2 separate regions of the Mus musculus genome follow, and region 1 is linked to region 2. The links are chromatin contacts, called in public promoter capture Hi-C maps. All regions are on one chromosome and are shown on one strand. Each heading gives the region's core, a stretch centred on a gene start, on an enhancer-like site or on the middle of the called end of the contact. The rest is flanking DNA. Distances are from core to core; before and after follow the strand shown. Region 1 holds the start of Tmem150cos (transmembrane protein 150C, opposite strand). Region 2 holds the start of Cops4 (COP9 signalosome subunit 4).

Evidence for each region. Promoter capture Hi-C pulls out the DNA fragments that hold promoters and counts their contacts.
Region 1: a promoter capture Hi-C map of embryonic stem cells shows a contact between it and region 2. The contact joins the promoter of Tmem150cos here to the promoter of Cops4 in region 2. A contact is called at or near these places in 3 of 39 promoter capture datasets (embryonic stem cells and hippocampal neurons) and 1 of 484 Hi-C or Micro-C datasets (embryonic stem cells).

Annotation. Positions count from the first base shown.
Region 1 is chr5:100,075,590-100,079,833 of GRCm38.p6, reverse strand. Tmem150cos (transmembrane protein 150C, opposite strand) reads right to left here and starts at 1,872. Exons shown (of 5, transcript NR_045993.1): 1 at 1,694-1,872. It overlaps Tmem150c (transmembrane protein 150C), which reads left to right. Exons shown (of 8, transcript NM_001382851.1): 8 at 1-1,962.
Region 2 is chr5:100,515,852-100,520,027 of GRCm38.p6, reverse strand. Cops4 (COP9 signalosome subunit 4) reads right to left here and starts at 1,719. Exons shown (of 10, transcript NM_012001.2): 1 at 1,478-1,719. The coding sequence starts at 1,551.

The DNA.
Region 1 (4,244 bases), core at 623-3,122, 440 kb after region 2:
GTGCGGTGGGTGTGGCAACAGGGGAGGGGCCAGGAGGATACACTCACGGGACTCGACACATCACCTCACGATGCTTTTCACACACACACACACACACGGATGCACACTCACGGCCATATCTGACAGAAGAGCTTTTCAGGGCAGGTTACTTCTTTCTTGAACAAGCACAAGCCCTCATGTATGGAAATACACGCTGTCACACCGAAAACATGCACGACAGAGCCAGAAGCTTGTGCATGACCACCTCCCCGCCCCCCACGCCCTCCCAGCAGGCCTTGCGCTTCTCATCCTTTTCCCGGTTCCAACCTGGCATCTTCCTCCTGCAAAGTAAGGCCGGCCGAATGTAAAGTGAGAGTCAAGCCAGCTCCCTAAGTCGCCTTCAGGTTGGAAGGGTTTGAGGCGAGCACGAGGGGAACTTGAGTGGAAACCTAGGAGCATCTGGCTGCATGCACCCCGCACTAAAGCTGGCCGTGGCCTGAGAGGCGTGGGCAGAGCTTTCCCATCAGTCTGACATCATCACTGTTCAGCGGTCGGCTTTGTGGATCCAGAGAGAGAAGCATGCTACAGAGAGTGAGCGGGAAAGAAGCCGGCCACCAGCATTTGGACTTGAGTCACTCTGCCTGAGGAAGATCTCCAAACGTGAATGCTACCGGGGACAGTCAGCCGCGAATGGCACGAGGTACGGCTGAGAGGGCGTGGCTTGGTTTTTCCTTCCACAGTGCATCACCCACAGTTCCAGTTTGCATTTTCTTTTTGAAGTGCCACTCTCACGGGTCTATGTAGGCCTCGTGGGCAAAGGTGTGGACCAAAGGCAAGAACCTTGTTTTGGCTTCAAGTATGAAAGGGGTATACGTGCAAGCTTAATTTATATCTGAAGAAATAATAAGAAAAAAAGATTCTCGAAGAATCGCAAAAGAAATCTACATGGAGGTGAAAGGTATGAGGGCTCTGAGGAAAGACAGGAGGTTAGCCCTCTTGCTGCTAGTCCAACCCAGGGGAGATTTTAACATCCGTGTGTTGCTCAAATTTTATAGTTTGAGGACTGGGGACTTTAAATTAAATTTGGAAGTTATAGAAGCAAATTAAAAACATCGCCCTCCCGCAAATCACATTGGCACAAATGGAGCTGCAATACTGCTAAGCTGTTCGGAGATGAGCCCAGAGGTGCAGGAGTTCAAGGCCATCCTAGATCCCTGTGCCAACAACAGAGTGCCAAGTGCACAAGCACCCCCTCCCCCAACCAAGTGCACAAGCACCCCCTCCCCAACCAAGTCACAAGCACCCCCTCCCCAACCAAGTCACAAGCACCCCCTCCCACATTGTTTCAAAAAACTCTCCAAACTCCTAGGGGGCTCAGACAGCCCGGAATGTAATGTGGAAAACGTTGTTTTGTAAATTCACCCTGAAGTATAGCTTCCCAAGGAAGGGTTCAAATGCTAAATCTCCGCCCCCCAGCATAGCGCCGAGCACGAGCACACAGTAAATGTCCAAATGAACAGATTTGCTGCTCGTTTCTGAGTGGAGGTGAGGAGCATCAAAGAGATTCAGAGACAAACGACAGAGTGGAAGACAGAGTGAAGAAGGAGGGGGAGGACTCATCACTACAGGGCAGGGCAGGGCAGGGAGTGAAAAGCCCCCAGTGGTGTGAGAAAGCCTCGAGTAGAGTATTCTCTTATTAAAAAAGGCGTCTTACCGTAAATACTCCAGGGGGATGTCTGTTAGTTTTGAAACTGCTATGAGGTTTCTCTTCTTTCCTCCTTTTCACTTTTCTATTTTAAAGATTTTTATCAAAGAACAAACGGTTTTATTTTACTCTCCACACTCCAAGTAAAGAGCTTTCGGTGACACACTTCTCTGCGTTCTTAAGAGTGTGCAGCAGCAGCAGCGGCAGCAGCAGCATCCAGCCAATACTGACATTACTCACTGGGACCTGGCCACTGAATAAAGGGGTTTTATGCTAAATCCTGACTTCCTTGTTTCTTACACTAACAGTTCTTCGTGGGTGTGCACGTACACGTCCGTGCTTGCTGTGGATAGCTTGCAGAACACGTTCTTTAATGCTCATTCTATTGTGACGGATACAGTTCAGGATCAGTCAAATGGAAGAGGTGCATGGGTGAAGAAGGCAGGCCTGGGGCTGGCTCCCTTGCCCTCAGTGCACCCCAGGCTCTCCATCCCAGCTGCCCCCCAACCTCCCGGAAGTAGGTAGGCTGGAGGTCTAAGCACCTGGTGAGCAGCCTCATCCTAAAGTTACCTCAGTAGCATGAAGTCTGGTACAAACAGAAGATGTTCATTATGAATAAAACACTGCTGTTCTGTCCTATGGGTGTTAGGAATTCCATGGCAGGAATGGAATCGAAAGCCAAACATCTTGTCTGAGAAAATATTTTTTGTACAATAAAGTTTTAGCATATTCTTTCTCTCCTCCCTGATCTTCCCCACCCCCACGTCCAATTTCTCTCTTCATAAGAAGCTAAAATCAAAGCAAACTAAAAAGAAAACCAGTAAGGCAAAACGCAGTGTCTTAGTCAGGGTTTCTTTTTTTTTTTTTTTTTTTAAAGATTTATTTATTATATGTAAGTACACTGTAGCTGTCTTCAGACACTCCAGAAGAGGGCGTCAGATCTTGTTACAGATGGCTGTGAGCCACCATGTGGTTGCTGGGATTTGAACTCTGGACCTTCGGAAGAACAGTCGGGTGCTCTTACCCACTGAGCCATCTTACCAGCCCCTTAGTCAGGGTTTCTATTCCTGCACAAACATCATGACCGAGAAGCAAGTTGGGGAGGAAAGGGTTTATTCAGCTTACACTTCCATGCTGCTGTTCATCATCAAAGGAAGTCAGGACTGGAACTCAAGCAGGTCAGGAAGCAGGAGCTGATGCAGAGGCCATGGAGGGATGTTACTTACTGGCTTGCTTCTTCTGGCTTGCTCGGCTTGCTTTCTTATAGAACCCAAGACTACCAGCCCAGGGATGGCACCACCCACAAGGGACCCTCCCACCTTGATCACTAATTGAGAAAATGCTTTACAGCTGGATCTCATGGAGGCATTTCCCCACCTGAAGTTCCTTTCTCTGTGATAACTCCAGCCTGTGTCAAGTTGACACAAAACCAGCCAGTATGCAGAGATCTCACAAAAGGACGTGGGGTGTTTGTGTGTACGTGTGTTAGCACATGGAATCTGCCCAGTTGTGTTGTTGACATACCCAATGACACTCCATTTGAGGAAGCTGTGTGTCCCAGAAAATACCAGTTATGGGTATCTTCCTGGTTAGGAGTAGGAAGGACTTTTTGTCTGCTCTCCTTCCTCAGGGCTGGGATGTTGTCTGGTTTGAACCTACACAGGCCTTGTGTCACTGTCACCGGCTCTGAGTTCACATGTGTGTTCTAGACATCAGTTCTATGGTGTCTAGAAACAGTTTCTTTGGGATCATCACCTCTGGCTCTGACTCTCTGCCTCCTCTTCTGCATAGAGGGGTCTTGAGAGAAGGGGTCTTCTTTCTTTCTTTCTTTCTTCCTTTTTAAGATTTATTTATGTCACTGTCTATGTCTTGAGACACACCAGAAGAGGGCATCAGATCCCCAAATGGTTGTGAGCTACCATGTGGTTGAGTCACCATGTGGTTGCTGGGAATTTAACTCAGGACCTCTAGAAGAGCAGTCAGTGGTCTTAACCGCTGAGCCATCTCTCCAGCCCGAGGGAAGGGGTCTCGATAAAGGCCTCCCAGTTAGCGCTAAGTGCTCCAAACTCACTCTCTGCACACTGTCCAGTTGTGGGTCTCTGCTAATTACCATCTACTCAGAGCAGCAGCTTCTTTGATGAGGGCTTAGTCTGTGAGCTATGGTATAGAAATGTGTCATTAAGAACCACTGTACTGCAGTGGGGTCTCCCCTAGGCTCATGACATTTAGGCCCAGTTCTTGGCCATCTTACGCAGTATTTTGTACAGGTTCCATGTCATGTCATCTGGGTTACCAAAGATCCAAAGTGATAAGTACCATATTTCCCCTTACATATGGACGTCATCTTTTAAGTTTTAGATATGTGTGATTCAATCCAAAAACCACAGTGGTTAGGTAGCTGGTCAGGGACGGGGGTTGGGAGGCTGGGCATAGGAATGGGATCTTCCAACCCTTTTTATTTTTAAACGATCTCACACAAATACAGATGGAGCTCAGTGTGACCCCTTAGAGCTGAAATTCACAGCACTCATAGGAAGCCATAGCTGGGGCATCTTCATAC
Region 2 (4,176 bases), core at 470-2,969:
GGGTGTCACTTTTATATTACTCAATTGTGTACTTATTTAGCTACAACAGGCAAAAGAAACACCCTATTGGAGACATGCTACTGTTCATTTCTAATTCCGGGCTAGAGAGATAAATAGTAATGAAGTTCCACAAGATTTTCAAGTTCTAACACCTGCATCTTAGCTGATAATTAATGAACTTACATTTTCTGTAATAAAGAGAGAAAAAAACAAAGGAAATATAAGGGAATACATAAGCTAGTTTGACTTCTATCCAAAGCTATAAAAGTATTAATACATGGAAAAACAACCAAACGATGAAGACATAAATGAACTATTTCCAACCCCTGGAATAAGTCGTATGTACTTACTGACTGCTTCATAACAACATTATGACATTTTCCAGATACCAGGGACTGTGCTCAGTTATTGAAGTGTAATTAGTACATAGACACATGCTCATTTTGAAATCAGATAAGACTAAGCCTCACGATTACCCTTCCATTTTTTTAAAGCGGAAAAATAAAGAATGATGTAGTTAAGCCCAGGTTATACAACTAAATTTCCCACTAATAAGGTAGACTGTACTTTCTACACAGAAAAGCCCAGCACAGCGGCCACACAACACACACACCATTTCAATGTGCAGGTTTGAGCAAGAATATTTCATTAATTAGATCAACATGCCCTCAGCTGTGAGGTGTAAATGTTAGGGCCAATTGAAGGCATACTTTCATTAGAAGGCAAAACTGTGAAAAATCTACACAAAGAAGACTACAGCTGTTCAACAACTGCTTGAGGGGACTGAAACATGTCCCAATTTTTGACCTGTCGTGGCTCTAAGCACCCTAAGGTTTCGACAAAATTCCTTAGCAGACCCTGGAAATATCACTGTTCTAGACATCCTGAGCCCGAGGACATTCTGCCTGTGTTCTCTTCTCCAGAGTTGGTGACAGACTGCGAGTATCCAGAACATAAGGACCCACACACGCTATGAACTGAGAGAAGTTCTGGACCACATGACAGCATCCATACCTCCTCTGCCCCTATCAATCCTGGAAAGCCATCTCTTCGAAATAAAAGTCTGCATCAAAGTCCAGAATATAAATTTACCTCCAACACGGCGAAGGCAGGGGCGGCAGCGAACCGAAGTCAAACTCGGTGTGTCGGGCTCGCCGAAGAGACTCTAAGGAAGGCGCCCACCGCCGGGCGAGCCGTCATCTTTCTTACCTCGCTTCCAGAAGCCAAAAGAACCCGCAGAGGGCGTTATCAAGGACTTAAGAAGCTGGCAGCCACCTGGGGTCCTGGGACGGTCAGGACCCCAGCATACCGTCCCTACAGCTTTCTGTTGCTCCCAACATTTACCGCCACAGCCGAGTTCAGGCCCGCCCCCCTGAGTCAGGCCTAGCTCGAGCCTCACGCCCCGGAGCGCCCGTCGCCTCTGGGAAGATAAACTTGCGGCTTCCTTCCTACCTCTGTACTCCTAAGAAATACTCACTTGCCCGCCAGATCTTTATGAGAGCCGCTTGAATTCATGAGCTGGGCCAAATCCTGTCGCACGGCAGCCGCCATCTTTCCTCCAGCTCAGCCACGGCTGCGGGACCTCTCGCTGCCAAGAAGAAAACGAGCGTGGTCCTCCAGGAGGCGGGCAGAGGGGACGCGAGGTGCCATAGAGCAGCGTCTCTGTGGGCCAGAGCGCCGGATAGGGGAGCAGGAATTAGCTCCGCCCTCCGAGTTGAGTGACACCAGACTCCTCTCCTCCGGTTTGAGGACCGCCCAGGTCTCCCGAGAGACGCAGGCGCTCACGCTCCGACCTGGGATTGGCTGAAGAACTTGAGGGCGTGTACTTTGTGCAACTTCAGTAAAGGCCCGGCAAGTCAAAGGACGACGTTTTCCCTAAGTTCCGGGACTGATTATTATCGTTCTCCGCTCCGTTCTTTAAGGCATCACTTAAACGACCTATGTAAAGAGTTACTTCCAATTCACTATAGTCCAACACTGAAGAAAAAAGAAACAAAAACCAACCAACACACACACACGGAATGTCAATTCCAAAGATAAGAGGAAAAATACAACAGACCCAAATCATCATTTTACAACAAATTACAACAAGCAATCCATGAAAGCAAGCTTTTTTATTCGTGTACACAAGCTGCCTTCCCCTAAGGTGGAGTTCAGTAGGTCAGCCCTGGATTCAAGGAAGACAAGGTGTTTATAGCTCAGGGGTAAGGGGTTCCATATCGGAGATTTGGCGGGCAAACTAGGCGGCGAGCAAAACAAGGTAACACAACAGGTAGCCATAACAAGGTAGTCATAGGTGGTCATGGAACCTATGCAGCAGATAAGGCTCCAAGGTGGTTATAAACCACTTCTTGAAGCAAAGACATGACTTCTATTCCTGGAACAGGCAGTGCAGAACATTTTGTAGTTAAGGTTACAGGTGGAGAATAGCCCAATGTCTGACAAACAAAGGTTTAGTCATAAACAAGAAAGAACCTAGTTTGTCTGGAACAGAGGTTTAATGGTAAACAGAAAGGAACCTAATCTGTCTTTACTATATAAGATGGCTTTTAAGTCTGAAATGGAGACAGGCTGGTTCTTCAGATCATTTACCTGGGAAAGAGTATACCACGATCAAGAATATGCTCCTCCCACGATGAGTCACTGGCATCTAAGTGTGCCGATGTCTGCGTTTTTTCCACTTGGGAGGAAACTCAACTGCACAGTTTATGATCATAGTGGACTGCTTTTGGCACATTCCCCTTATAAACAAATAAATAGCTAGGTTTCATGGTGGTCACCGTAATACTAGCACTCCAGAAGTGGAGGCTAGGGAATCAGGAGTTCAAGTCTATACCCCTGATCCTATCGACTTGGAAGCCAGCTGGGATTACTAGAGACCCTGTCCCACAAAGCTCTAAGATGTAATACAGATTAATGTGCACACACACACACATACACATATACCTTTGGACTATATATGTGCATTCCTTGATACACCCTGTATCTTTTTAAAGTGTTGGTTATACATACCACTTTGTTCAGACAATGCTGATTTTCATCTATTGTTCTGAAGTGATTAGTAATACTGCCCTTCAATTGAGAACCTGTTTCACGAGTGACAAGGTATGTGATCATCCTGCATTTACATGTGGTTACATTTCTTATTCATGTTTTCTTACAAAACTTCTTTCCAAAAATACAATCTGATAAATGCAAGGTTTTTGTATTCGCTTCCTTTCACAGAAAGTAACATGCCTTATTGTTCTCCTTTAGAGTTTTCTCTTTTTTTCTGGTGACCTAGTCATATAAGACATTATTATTTCTGTCATTATTTTTAAAGTAGCAAAGGTATGTTACAACATACAGGACATATGAAGAACGTTTTTTATAGAGCAGCCAATGGTGCAGTGAATGAACTTATATGTGCATGATTTAAGATGTGTGCAAGTAAAATACATTCCCCAAAGTGAGTCAGGATGCATACACATTTTTTGGCAGATATTCCCAAATCATCCTGAACAGGAGAATTCTAGTATTTTGTCTTCCAGTCAGATATATTTAGGATTGCAATTTCTTGCAGACTTACCTACAACAAATACTAACTTGAAGCATTTAGCCATCTTGGCATGTTACAAATGGCATGTTCTCTCTTTGGACATGAGCAAGGCAAACAAAGTAAAGTAGAGGTTATCCACACTGTTCAAATCACGTCCTTTTGGCAAGAATGCCTAACAGTGGTGAGCCCGGAAGCCCACTTTCCAATTGGGCAGCCTTTGTGTGCACAGAGCTTAATGGCATAGGCCTCTCAAGGCCTGCCTAAACAGCTTAGTGGGACCTGTGTGAGAATAGAAAGTATAAAAAAGGCTGGGGGTAAGAGGTGCTGGATAGATGACTCAGCGGTTAAGAGCACTGACTGCTCTTCCAGAGGTCCTAAGTTCAATTCCCAGCAACCACATGGTGGCTCACAACCATCTGTAATGGGATCTGGTGCCTTCTTCTGGTGTGTCTGAAGACAGATACAGTCTACTCATATAAATCAAATAAGTAAACCTTTTTTTAAGGCTGGGATACACATTGCACCTCATTTGCCTATTGTGTAGAGGTCCTGGACTAAATTTCTAGTCCAAGAGTGAGAGAGATGAATAAGAGGCAGGGGAGAGAGATGGATGCAGGGAATGAGGGATGATGGGAACC